Regions from separate parts of the Zea mays genome. Here region 1 is linked to region 2. A link is a contact called in public Hi-C data. All regions are on one chromosome and are shown on one strand. Each heading gives the region's core, a stretch centred on a gene start, on an enhancer-like site or on the middle of the called end of the contact. The rest is flanking DNA. Distances are from core to core; before and after follow the strand shown. Region 1 holds the start of LOC100281562 (ubiquitin-protein ligase). Region 2 has its middle 54 kb from the start of LOC111589765.

Evidence for each region. A called contact is a pair of places that touch in the nucleus more often than the background predicts.
Region 1: a contact with region 2 is called in a Hi-C map of leaf, with 5 times the contacts expected there. The contact joins the promoter of LOC100281562 here to the enhancer-like site in region 2. A contact is called at or near these places in 2 of 25 Hi-C or Micro-C datasets (ear and leaf).

What each region holds. Positions count from the first base shown.
Region 1 is chr7:108,552,784-108,560,118 of Zm-B73-REFERENCE-NAM-5.0, reverse strand. LOC100281562 (ubiquitin-protein ligase) reads right to left here and starts at 4,549. Exons shown (of 1, transcript NM_001154481.2): 1 at 2,034-4,549. The coding sequence starts at 4,468. The coding sequence ends at 2,372. It overlaps TRNAK-CUU (transfer RNA lysine (anticodon CUU)), which reads right to left and starts at 1,736; the gene lies at 1,664-1,736.
Region 2 is chr7:108,336,454-108,343,690 of Zm-B73-REFERENCE-NAM-5.0, reverse strand. No RefSeq gene overlaps it. Among protein-coding and RNA genes, the nearest start is that of LOC111589765, 54 kb to the left of the region's middle. Within about 2 kb of position 5,135, at least 5 of the 20 cell types and tissues checked have an H3K27ac peak or open chromatin away from gene starts, as enhancers often do. A contact at or near this core is called in leaf, where this site is marked.

The sequences.
Region 1 (7,335 bases), core at 3,300-5,799, 220 kb before region 2:
GGAGTTAGATTTTGGTCTTTTTCCCTCCTTTTCTTCTTGTTTGGTTAATTATCTTGATTGTGACCTTTCTACGCACATTTGATGCATCATTTTTTTTCTGTAGAGATATTGAACATGGTGTCAGATCAACCTTGCATATCATCTTCATCATTTTTTTCAACTCGTTGGATTGTTTCTTCGTCTTCTTGGGCAGATGAGATGAATGGTTAATCATGATCATCATCTTCCTCGTATTGTATTGTTCATCTTCACTTTGAGCCATACGCCCATACCCTAGAAACCGCATCCACTTGTGTGGTTTTGAAACAGATATCGGTAGTCAGGTAGCAGGCCTCGGATCGAGCAACGAAGCCGCCGGTGTGCGGCGCCGGTTCAGCTCCGAAACGGTTCTGAGGAAGGGGGCCACCGCCACCGCCCAGGCATATTTTCAATCCGATCACGAGACGAGAGCAGCAGCCTCCTACTCCGAGGTGAGAGACCTCACGTTGTCACGCAGCTCAGTCAATGCCAGGCAGGCATAACCAACGGCGCTAACCCCCCATTCGCTAACTATATAACTCGCTAATTAACCCTGGCGCGTTCACGTGACCGCGGCCGCTCGATCGCTGGCACGAGAGCGGGGCACGTCATCGTCGGCTCTGCGTGCAAAGCAGATTGGACGGGCTGGGCGAGCAAAGCGACAAGCACCAATTACTGCCGGCTGACACGGTTCGTTTGTTTGTTTGTTTAACGGTGGATGTGGATCTAGCCAGCACAGCACGCACGCTGACGTTACGTGCGCCGGCGTGGTCAAGTACTACAAGTACTGTACAATAACACCAATCAAGGACACTAGGACAGAGAGGCAGAGAGCCACAGAGGCCGTCAGGTCCGGAGGCAACGCACGCACCTCGCGCCCGCGGTGTCAGCGCTGGGCTGGGCTCGTTGCCTTGCCGACTAGCGCTGTTGTGTGAAGCAACTAGTCGTCATCGTAGCACTTACGTCGCCCGCGTTGATGCTGCTGCTGCTGTGCTGGGCGCAACAGCGGTATGAGGTATGATTAGCGTTAGGAATCGGTTGCCTGTGATGCGTACAGGGGCCGGACTCCACTGCAGCTCTGCTATGCGTGAGGTTGCCAGCTGAGCAAAAACTAGGGCAGCGGGGTGTTGACTCTGCTGCACATCTGCTGTGCCCGAGGGATAGACGAAAAAATAATCTAGACGGATAAACAAGTCAGTGACAGAAGCGTTTACGTTTTTCAAAGGAAATATCATTAACGCCCACAGGCCACAGTACGTTAGCTGAGCAAACAAGTGTTGACGGCTTGAGGCCACTGCTGTGCTCCGGATAAACGAAAAATATCTAGATGAATAAATAAAGGGGAATTTGGATCCATACCATTAAAAGATCACCACTTTGGATCCATACCATTACTATCTCACTTACATGTGGGTCCACATGAGTCAATGACATGTAGGGTCCATGGTATATATCTAAAGTTTGGATCTTTTAATGGTATAGATCCAATTGTAAATAAATTAGTGACAAAAACGAAACGGAAAACAATATAGATGAGAAATTAATTTAGACGGACAAATAAATCAGTGACAAAAAAGAAAAAATCTGGACGAGAACAAGCGAACGAACGAAATAAACAGCGATAAAAACAAAAAAATACAGAAAACGCCCACCGTGGGACTCGAACCCACGACCACAAAGTTAAGAGCCTTGCGCTCTACCAACTGAGCTAGACGGGCTTTGTGGTTGTAATGAAAATTATATGGTACATCACCTTGTTCTCTACTGAGTGTTCTTTACCATGCTTACGTTCTTTAATTTCCAACAAAACTGTTGAGAACACATGGAAATTTTGCCGTGTCAATAATAATAATAATAAGTAAAATCTGAGTACAAAAGGTTGCTATAGTCTAGTAAGCTAAACATGAAAGGTTAGTAAATTTTGGTAGCAAGCCAAAATAACAGAAAAAAAAATGATGATCTGTTAAGTTTAAATTTGACATGCTTTGAAAACGAACCAAGCATGGCCGGGCGGTGAGCTGTTGTTTTATTTTTAACTCAAATCCCCTCATTACTAACACAAACCAAAACATTTCACTGGTATGTACACACGAAAGCGTTGCAAACAGTAATCCCATGCTGTCACACTTTCATTATCTGCTATAAGTCTCAAGCTCGCAAACATATTTATCTATACTCTCGCGTCTGTGTGTGTGTCTGTGACTACAGCAGTCTTCAAAACGGAAGCAGCAAAAATCGTTCTCAGCTCTTCTAAAACACGAGCTGAGAACAGAAAACAAGAAATGGTCTCAAATGGCACACCGTAAAGATCTACACCTATTTACTGTACTTACGGCAGGTCCGGAATCTGCGGCTATAGCACGCGAACGACACGCTCGCCGGGCACCTCCGACGTCGGCTGCTGGCCGTCCATCTCGTAATGGCGGTGGATCAGGTTGAGCAGCGCCCTGGCCCGCTTGCACGTCTGCGGGCTGCCGTCGGCCACCAGCGTGTACAGCGACGACATCAGCCCCGGCATCCTCCCCAGCAGGGCCACCACCTTGTCCCCACCGTGCCGGCACAGCGAGACCAGCAGGGCCACGCAGTGGTCCTTCCCCGACCGGGACGCCGAAGTGGCGAGCGCCTCGACGACGCGGGCGACCAGGCCCGGCCGCGCCAGCACGGCCTGCGCGCCCGCCGGCTGCTCCGCGAGCCTCGCCAGCAGCGTCACGGCGTCGCTGGCGAGGTCGTCCCGGTCGCCGGACAGGAGGCCCGCGAGAGCCGACACGGCGCCAGCCCCGACGGCCTTGCCGTGGTTGCTCGCGCACTGGAGCAGACCGTAGAGGCTGACCATGGCGTTCTTGCGCCCGCGGTGCGCTCCATCGCGGATCAGCTGCACCAGAGTCGGGATGGCCTCCGGGATGCGCCCAATCTCCTCGGCGTGCTCCGCGTTCGACGACAGGTAGAACAGGACGGCCGCCGCGTTCTGCCGCGCCTCCGCCCTGGCGCCCACGTTAATCACGTCCACCACGAGCCCCACGCCGCCGGCCTCGAAGAGCGCCGCCCGGCCCCGCGGGTGCTTCGACAGGTTCAGGAGTGACGCCACCGCATTGTCCTGCACGGACGCGTCCGTCGAGGACAGGAGGCACAGCAGCCACGGCACGGCGTTGGCCTCCACGAGGCACGCGCGGTAGAACATGTTGTGCTTGCACAGCTTGCGGGCCTCGCAAGTCGCCTTCCTGCGCTCCGCCGTCGAGCCCATCGAGAGCTGGGCCACGACGTAGGCGACGGCGAGGCGGGCCGCGCCCGCGGCGGCCGGCCCGAATGGCACGGCTGTGTTGCCGAGCGCGCCGTGACGGTGCCCTGAGCTGCTTGGGTCCGGAAGCGAGACGCCGTTGCTGAGCAGCATCCGCTCGATGATCCCGCGCAGCGCGGCGTTCGGCACGACGTCGGCGGTGCGGAGCCGCTCGCCGGTGACCGGGCACGTGTGGCATCCGGCCTTGATCCACCGGGTGATGGACTCGCGGTCGTACGTCTGCCCAGTAGACACAGTCACGGGGTCCGTCATGAGGTCCAGCGCGATCGGGCACTGCAACATCTCCGGTCTGAGCCAGTCCGGGCACCTCGCCGGCCGTGACGCCGCGTCCGCTTTTGGATTCGCGTCGGTCTGGTCGAACAGCACGACACGGCAGTACACCAGGATTGCCATTAAGCTGTTGATGAGCACCGCGTCGCTGCTGCTGTCGCCGCCTGCGCCGTCCAACCGCGTGCGCAGCTCGTCCTCCAGGAAGGCAATCTCCTCGGAGCACTCGGTCCAGCTTCTAACCCCGATGTGCTCTAGCACCCGCCTCGCGTCCTCGGCGTCCGGCGAGACGCCGCTCTTGAACTGCTCCAGTATCGACCGCACGCTCCTCGCCGCGCGCTCGTCACTGGCGTCCGGACGCACGGCCACGCGCCACGCATGCTCCGACATGAGCCGCGCGAGCTCCCCGGCCTCCACGGACGCGTCCACGACGTCCTTCGGCAGCGCGTCCATGGCCGCAGCGACGGACCCGAGAATCACCCTGAGCTCAGACGCGGCCAATCCGGCGTTCACGAGCACCCACAGCCGCGCGCCCCGTCGCGCGCAGTCCGTGAGGAGTAACCGCAGCTTCTGCATGGCCACGTGCAGCTCCGTGAGCCCCAGCACCGCCGATGATGGCAGAGGTGCCGTCTTCGTCACTGACACGTCTTGGACCTCCTCCAGAAACGCGAGGAGGAGGCCTGCAATCCGCACTGCCTGCCGTAAGCCGCGCCGGAGAACAGGGAAGGCGCCGGCGTCGGCGCCGAGCCCTTGGCTCGCCAAGTCGGCCGCAAGTGCGAGAAGCGAGCTGAACAGAGGCGCCGGCGCGATGCTCTCGCATGGGTAGACTGCCATGAGGGATAGCAGCCGGCGGCGCTTCGGTTCGCCCGTTGGTGGAGGCGGCGGCATTGGCGGTGACGCTGGTAATCGTAACGGGAAGAAGGGGGCACATTAAACGGTTAAAGTAGGAAGAGAAGTTTAGAGGTAGCCGTAATTCGTAGCGCTAGAGCCGATATTTATAGAGGAGGTGGCACACGTGTTGCGAGGCAAAGGCAGAGGCTTGGGATCATGCCACGTGGATGTGCTGACACGTGTTAGGCGATAGTCAGGCGGTTCCTGCGATGGCGGCGGAAGTTGTTGGGATAAGACTGGAACAGCACCAACCGCTCCTGCATATAGGGATGGATTTCGGTCGGATACGGATGGAAACGAATCCGGATAGCACTATTTACCATATTTTAACTCGAATACGAATACGAATACGAATGTTATCGAATACGAATACAAAATGGATATCTCGAATACGGATTCACACCCGGATGTTTATATAGTTAAATCCATTACAAACATCATATAATTCAATCATAACAAAGAAAATATTTGTTATGAGTTCATCAACAACCAAGGCAAACTAAAATCAAAGTACTACATATACTCTCTGATCAATACAAACATAAATCATGAGTGATAAATGCTTCATACTTCATACCGTAACTAACTAACTACCATGTTAAAATGAGATAAAGTTAAATAGCAGCAACCACTGATGTAAAGTCCCACATTAAAGTACATCTCATTCACGATGGATACAAAAGCAACCACTTGTAAATTATAATTCTATTTGGCTGCTAGTTTTACCACACACTACTGTATTTTTCTCTCACGATGAATACAGCACCAGCCGCAGTAGCACTGCCCCAAAATAAGCAGCAGGTGAATCAAAATTGAAAAACACAATTCTAGCATTGGAAACACTATAGAAGGCACTCAACATGTGGGAGAACAGCAAGTTCCAGCTCCAAGCAGTCAAGCACATCTCACTCTCACCTAAAGAAATGATGAGAATTTTCAACAATATGTTCTGCAATATTTTTTATACTAGATAAAAAATATTATACTAGCAAAGTGGAAATATTTATCTAATGAAAACACTCAAAAAGTATTAGGACTCACCTAAAGAAAGAACAACCCTATCTTTCTTCTAGATCAACAAGGTTGTCACCATCAACAATGCTTTCAGCAGCATCAGTAGCACCTACAACACACATGATGATGTGTATAAAAAAATTGTGCAACTAAACTAACAGCATGAAGTATAGCTAAATAGTTATTATATTGTACCTCCATCTTCCTGGAGTGTAGCATTAACACCAGAACCAGCTAAGTCATCAACGTTTGAGAATAAATCTTTTGGGTCTGAAATAAATATACAAGAATCGCATGGGGATATCATCAGAGAGTAATGCATGCAATGGGAAAACCAGCATGCAGTAGTGACAAATGTGGCACTGAAAATACCTTTGTTTGAAGCCCTAATCCAATCTTTGGTGCAAATAAGTGCCTCAACCACCTGAGGGTCCAAACGGCTACGATACTTGTTAACAACTCTTCCTCCAGCACTGAATGCAGATTCAGATGCTACTGTTGATGCTGGAATAGCCAAAACGTCCCTTGCCATTTGAGAAAGGTTTGGATACTTTGTGCCATGTGCCTTCCACCAACTCAATATGTCAAAGTGGTCACTATCTTTCCAACTAAGCAATGGTTCTTTGCTATATTGCTCTAGCTCAGTTTGATCTTGGCCCAATTCCATGTTGTCCCTTAGAAATGAATTTAGTCTTTTTCTCCTTGGCTCCTCATTTAAATCCATAAAGAAATGAGAAGTTCTACTATTTCTAACAGTTCTACCTTCAGTTTGTTGGACACAGTTGGTTGTAGAAGAACCATATGTAGTGGCATAAGAATCATAAATCTTTTGAAGAACCTTTTTGAATTCATATGTGTCATCAAATCCATAATCTTCTGACATCTCAGAATAATAAAATTCGACCACTTTCATCTTGTACCGAGGATCTAAGAAGCATGCAACAGCTAGAGCAGTATTGCTCATCTCCCAATACTTGTCAAATTTTTCCTTCATTGATTTTGCCATAGAAGCAACAAAACTATCATTGCTTTTTAGCCAGTCAATAATCTTGAGGTTAATTTCACAAAATTCTAAAAAGAATAAGTTTGCTGTTGGATAATGAGACCCTGAGAGGAGTTTAGTGGCTTCATAAAATATCTCCAAACAGTTGCACAATGCAGCAGCATTGTCCCATTCTTCTCTTGTAGGAGCATGTGAACCATATTTATCAGGAAAGAGTAGAACAAGTCTTTGGAACACTTTTTTGAAGTGAAGAGCGTCTGCTAACATTAAGTAGGTTGAATTCCATCTAGTGGACACATCTAAAGAAAGGCCCCTTTCTGTTACACCTAGGTCAGCAGCTTGCTTTAAAAATGTCTCTTCTTGCAATGGTGAGCTCTTAACAATAACGACCAATGCACGGATGTTTGCAATAACAGCTAAAATTGTGCTCACACCATCTCGAGCAATGAGGTTAATAATATGAGCTGCACATCGCACATGAAAGAACTTGCCACCACAATGTATAGAGCCTTGATTCTTAAGAGTTGAAATGATAGTGTCCACGCAAACATCATTTGAAGATGCATTATCTAATGTCAATGCAAACAATTTTTCATCTAGATTCCATGAGGCCATATTTTGCATAAATGCAGCACTCAAATTAGCTCCTGTATGCCTTCCTTCAAGATGCATAAAGTTTATAATTCTTTTATGTAGCTTCCATTCACCATCAATAAAATGACAAGTCACACATAGATACCCCTTATTCTGGTTAGAAGTCCATACATCCATGGTGCAACTAAATCGACATTTAAGAGTGGCAAAGTAATCGTACAACATTTTCTTCTCATCATAAAATATATCCATT
Region 2 (7,237 bases), core at 3,886-6,385:
TTAGTTGCTCTAAATAAAATAAAATAAAGGAAAAGAAAAAAGGAGTGATCTGAATTAGCAAGCACATGATGATGTATTGGCAAGCACATGATGAATTAGCAAGCACATGTTGAATTAGCAAGCAGTCAAGCACATGATCACAAATTTGGCAAGGTGCCAAGGTGCAGTAGACGAACCACCAAGGTGGGTTCTCCTTGGATAAGGTTGAGTCAAGCTAGATGCAAGAAGATGTTGTGACTTGGATGGGTTGTCATGGAAGCGAGATGAAACTTGATGAAGAGCCTTTCTAACAACTACCGTGTACGGAGAGACCCAGCAAAAAATTGAAGCCAAAATAACACTCGACAATTGACCAAGTCGAGCACGCTGGCTTACGGATCCATGCTAAACCCACCGCAAACCCACCGGATCTACTCTTGCACGGAAAAAACGCAGCAGATCGAGGGGCATACCATGTAGTCCGTGGTGATGAAGGGGACCCTGGCCACGAGCCCGCTGATCCTCCCGAAACCTGAGCAGACACACAGTTTAGATCGGACCAAACCAACTTGAGGAGGGAGTGGCCTCGCCGACGGTGGCTAGGGTCGGTGCAGGGTGAGCTCGAACACAGTAGATCAAGGGGCATACCATGTAGTCCATGGTGATGAAAGGGTCGTCGACGGTGACAAGCTTGACAAACTGTCCGATATAGCCCGCAGCAATAGCATCTGGCCTTTTTATTGCTTCAATGAAATCCTTGGCGCTTGAGTTTACACCAACAGCAAACATCAAGAACCCCAAAGCTGGTGCATAATACCTGCAATAATAACACACACCCTGGAAATGTAAATAACAGGTCCAAATATAGAGCACTGTGCTACTGCCACAAATATGAAAATATATAATTGTATAAAAGCCAGCTAATAAGTGGGACTGTGACATGTAAGACCCTTGAATGATTAATCATTACAGAAATGGATATTGGAGTTCATAAGTGAGCATAAACCATGAGGATACCTAACCAGAAAGCATTACCATATAGAGAACGGAAAGATGGTGATTAGTATGGACTGGTACATAACTTCAGATGCCTTTTTAGGTACCAAAAACGATAATAAGTGAAAATTCTTCAAATATGAGGATAATCACACCTCAACAAAGTTTCTTCATACCACAAATCTAGCATAAAAGAAACTTCTAGTGGCAGACTGCGGTCATGGAAACTTCTAGTGTTAAAGCTATTGCATTATTGTACTAACATAAGATAGATAAACAAAGCATGAGAATCAGTGAAATATTATATTGCTGGAAAGAGTACAACGCATGAGTCATAGAGTACATAAATAATACTTGTCCTACCCTGCTGATCGGCTCTTGTCCATTGATCGCCTGCCTATCATGAGCTCCAGCAGCACCACCCTAAAGCTGCACACATTGCTCTTGGATGTCAAGTGACCTGGAAATGGTACTTCTTTAGAATTCTGTTTATGCATGCAAACTACTTTAGTATGGTACTCTTCCATTACCAGCATGGTACTCGTTCAGTTTGGTAGCTTGAATGGCATCCAAGTCCAGCAAAAAAAAAAGAAAATTCAACCCAGTGCCACCTCAGTATCATGCTTCTGTGACCACTTAATATAGCAACAAACTTATAAGCTAGCGCACAACCTAGAGTGCACATGGGAACCATAAATATTCATATGTTGTGCAGATATAACACCTCTACATACAGACTGCATCTTTTTTGTCAAATCACTGCGATGTTTACTATTGCAATGAAAAAACTTTTAATCTGATTAGCAGTGTTGGAGCCCATTTGGAATGAACGAACTCTCTGAAACTACTAATTGGATATTTTCCTCAATGATAGATCAGTTTGTCTGATTAGGACCTAACCAGCTAACCCCTTGCTTTTCTACTCCTTACTATTGTAGCTTTTGACTCGGGGAATTAGAAAGCACATCCCAATTCATTTGTTCAAATAGCTCGTGGCAATGTTTTCTACTCCTCTATTTCTTTCACATTTTATTGCTCATAAATAATGTGCCGTTTTATCTAGGTATATACATATAGCTTTGCCTTATTTGCTTATGCATATTAAGATGCACTTACTAACATATTCACTAAACTGTCCTAAAACAATTATAATATTGATGACAAGAGATAAAGTCAACTACCACAGATGTATATACCTATAGGTTCAACCTATTCACTAACTGGTCCTTAAATGCAGTCACACCACAATATCTATATGGATCTTCATTCCTAAAACAATTGCAATGCTGACGACAAGAAGGTATATATGGTGAACTATCATAGTCCACTGTAGCTCTTACTCCTTTCATTCATACATATGTATTTGGGATAAATATATATATATATACATACATTTTCATAAAACATATAATATATTGATATATAACTGATATTATAAATTATTTACATCTTTTTAAAAGTTACACGTTTTTTCTGAACTTCTACATAGCTTTTAATTGTTAGCATGCATCGAATGCTGCACTTTCATTAGTACTGTATCTGGAACGACATGAGATTGCACATACCTTGTTTCTCTTCCCACCAGGTAGACCTTGTATCCGGCTCATCTCAATCCCAAATTACTTTTCCCTGAGTATCCGGCTCAGCCTAGCAGCATCACACTTAGTATTTCAGTTATGCTATTTTAGAGAAACGAATATGGCGCTCATTGAACATTCATGACATGTAAATCTATAATTGGTGCCTATCTTATTAAAAAGCTTAGGAAGCAAACAAATACTCACCAAAGATGTCACAGATGACATTGTGGTCATCCGACGTCTGTCCACCAGAGATCACGACACCGACCTTTAGCGGCCTAGTCGCCGCGGGCTCGGTCGACGACACTAGTGACACCAAGGGCTAGTCCAACAGGTTGGGGAAGTTCTTGGCGATCTCATCTGCAATAGATCGATCGAGCAGGCACAAATTTGGTGAGCTCGATGAAATCCGTAGCAAACCACATGCAAGACACGAGATGCCACAACAGCGTTGAACGATCACTCATTAGGGTTAGCTGCGGCAGAGCTGGCAGGGTCTTCGACGGTCGAGAAGTTAGATCGGAGGATGGAGGGGAGGGGTAGTGTGTGCAGGAGATGGCTCATCTGCACCTATGTGTGACATCGTCAACGGCGCACCGGGACGACGGGACACCGAACGCGAGGCGGGGGGAGGGAGAGGTTTTCGAGGAGCGGAGGGACCTGGGGACTGCGTCGCGGGGTCGGGCGGGGGCACGGTGAAGCCGGTCGTCGGGCATGGCGGGGTTCAAGGTGACGCGGATCTCGGAGGGCCCCGTGAAGCCGGCTTCGGCGACGCCTGAGGAGACGCGGCAGAGCTGGCGTGGGTACCTGGCCGTGAGGAGACGCTGCCGCTTGTTGGGCGCGGGCGAGGCCCCGGCCGTGATCCGGGCGGCATTGGCCAAGGCGCTGGCCTTTTTCTACCCGCTGGCGGGGCGCATCATGGATGGGGAGCAGCCAGGGCGCCCCGCCATCCGCTGCACCACCGACGGCGTCTACTTCGCGGAGGCCGAGGCGGACTGCAACCTGGAGGACGTGCGGTTCCTGGAGCAGCCCCTGCTGCTGCCCAAGGAGGACCTCGTGTCGGCGCTGCGCACGCGAGAGGGATCCGTTGTTCGTCGGGCCAGATCCGGGCACGCGCGCGCGGTAGATCTGGGGAGCACGGCACCACTGCAGCCGGGCGAGGGGTCAAAACCCCAGGTTCGAGAAGGCATGCTCACCATAGCCACGTCGACGAGATTTTGGGGCAGAGGACGCGTCTGCAAGAATCATGGATGGAAGGGTGTGGTTAGGGCGGCGGAGACCTCGCGGCGGATTCTGCGTGGGGGAGGAGGGTGGGATCCTCGGCTGAGATCGCGTACGGGTGCGATGGCAGAACCGTGCACCAAGTGTTGTGGACGTCTACACTAATCTTTTAAGGAGTAGGAGAGATATATTTTTGTAAAAAAAACTTTTTAAGATAAATAGATACACATGATTATTAGATTTTAAAACTAAATAACAAAATAGTTATTTGTAGTCAAAGTTTTATAACTTTGACTCAAACCTTGTCCAAAACGACTTCTAATTTAGAACTGTGGAGGGAGTATATCATGTCCTGAACCCTCTTGGAAACCGTGATGGGGAAATATTAGGTATGATATATATATTTATTTACATATTGCTTGATTAAAACACTAATGATATATTTTGTGAGAAAAAACATATAGGAAAACTGAGCACAACATTATATAAAGACTAAGTTAAAAGAAATAATCTTCACTTGAAACTTCGAAGTCGGTTTGTATTTGAATAATATAAGTGGCATCGTCTGCATAGGTGATAATGCATTGAAGTCGTATAGAATGTTTATAGAGATCCGTATAGATGGCTATATAACTTCCACCTAGATAGCCTGCACGATAAGGACTAGTTTAGGATAAAAAAACAGAGGGGATTAGAGGGATAAAATCTCTCTTTTATTAAATTTTGAATAAGACGGAGATTTTAGACTTCAATTCACTCTGGTTTTCTCGCTTCCAAACTAGCCCTGGTTTGGTGGAAGGGGAATTTGAGTGGATCCACAGGGGAGGAATTTTATTGTTATTCAAAATTTGAATAGTAAGAAAATTCCTCCTCATAAATCTTCTCTAATTACTCTCCCACCAAATCATCCCTAAGCTATTATGGTCATATCTAATTTGAGTATGATACAGTCCACTAAAATAACTTGGGTCTGACAAAAAAAACCGCTATCTAATCAAGCATATATATGATATATATTTATATGCATATTGTTTGATTAAAACTTTAATGATACTGTTTTGCAAAAACAAAAAAAACATGCATATATAGAGAAAAGAAAATAGAGTACAACATTGCATAAAGATAAGTTAGAAGAAATAATCTTCACAGCCTTGCAATTTTGTTTGTATTTGAATAATATAACTGCGTAGCTGACAATCCATTGAAGTCATACATAATGTCTGTAGAGTTTCGTTAGCAGGTATTTTGACATCCTACTAATATCAAACTGTATGCCTTAAATAATGTTCCAGGTCAGTGACCGTTGCAGCGATTCATGGATTGGGTTAGTGGCTACGGGTTGGCTAGTTGGGCTCAATGGCCGGATGGAGGATTCAATAGTTGTTCGATTAACTCAGGCCCAATAGATAACAGCCATACTTTGCGTCGAACTAGACCAGTCACGTGATTATTCTCTTCCTGAGTTCCTTCCCCCTCGAGCACGTTAAATCTAGAGAGGTAAAGCGATACAGACATTATTATCTATCTGCATTTGAATGCGATTCTCGTTTAAAAATGCTGAGATTCGATCCGTATCGAGTCTAGGTATTCAATATTCGATACGTATCCGTATACTCGAAGTTGAATATTTAAGATGTTGATATCCATTCAAATCACTTTTGGAGCAGAGTTCTTTCCCGAGTGGTGCAGTCACTCAACAAAGCATCGATAACACTTGGTAAAGAGGACTTGATGAACAGTTTATCGACAAAGAAGCTTTACCGGTTCTCATGTGTGCTTTCTTTGCTGAGTATTCTGATCATTGCACTCAAAAAGGCACCCTTTGCCGAGTGCGATACTCGACAAAGTGACCAGAGACCTCATTTTTATTTGTTTTTATTATTCCATTTAAACAAACAAAAGATATATCACAAAACTATTACATATATATCATAAATATTATAGAATCATCACATACATCATAGACACCACATATCTCACAAAGACCACAAAGATCACAAGTTTCTTCACAAAGATCACAAAAGCCACATGTATCACAAAATAGTTAACAAAACTCACAAGTACTCACAGAAATAAGTCCACAAACACCCAATGTATGCCATAAACAAGTCTCACAACTAAGTTCAGAAGAAAATCAGCGAGGTGGCCAGTTTGACTAGTTCGAAGAAAGGTTGGGCGATGCATGAGGGTTGTTTGATGTTGCCGATTGATTCTGCACAGAGAAGAGATTTCATGTGTGAGACCAGATGAATATATATCATACACGACTAAAATTTTCATACTCCTAGGAGTAAAAAACTAAGGAGGTTCAGCTGTAGGGAACACAGAGGTGGTAGAACAAAATCTGATGCGACGCCATAGCTCTGCATGTAATGAAACATCTCGGTCCTCGGATCGTCTTCTAGTCCATGGACCTCCTTTGACACGATAGTGTACTCACTGAGGTGACTGTGGACGATGGGGTTGTTGTACGCCTTAGGTTCGTCCTCCAGGTTGTTGGTGAAGTCGGACGTCGCCTTGACCTTGTGGGCCATAGCATACGCTGAGAAGATGGAGCAAGGCTGGCCACCATGTGACGCTGACCGTGAGAAAACCACCGAGATGGTTAGAAATCATACATAATCAAAAGTTAGACTGAATAAAAGAAATTGTGTACCCATGCTTCTGCATATTTGGTGAGGCTACGACCGCCTTGGTGGTGGGAGGCACCTTGCATCATCAAACACCTGTCCCAACAAGCATTGTGTCTCTCGTCCCACTTGTTGGAGCACCACCTTTGCATCATCTTATTCCATCACTTAGGATGCTCGACGCACTAATAAGGAATTATCTACAGGAAATCAAGTACATGATATATCAGAAGATAAAACTAAACATATTTAATATCAATATTAATGCTCTATATTTACCTGCAAGTACTGGTCCCAAGTCAATGACATGGTTTTAGCGTCCTTTTTACTCACCTTCTCTCCAAGGACAGATGTGTGGAAAGTTATGATGGCCTGGATGCGCGCCTTATACTGCATGTCCATGACGAGCTTCTTATAGCACATGGTAGCCACCACATCCATCCACGCATCTGAAGAAATTCTGCATACAAACACGATGTATCTATACATTATTTCAATAATGTGTAACAAATGTGACATATTAAACAATATAGTGTAAGAAAGACTACCTGCTTCACCAGCTTCACCTTGTTGTTGAATTCCCTATCGTCCCGATCTACTGTATCGGGGGTGACAGAGTAGTGGTCGAAGGAATAGGCCACGAAAGAGTGTAAGTCGTACTCAACAGTCCCTGCCGCCATGATATCATATGTATAAGATGTGATAAAAATTTGACAGCGTTTTGTGAAAGTTGTCACGTACTATATGTACAAACCTAGCCGACCTTCACATGAAATCATGAAACTTCTATAAAAGCCGGCTAGGTTTGTATACATTGTACGTGACAGCTTT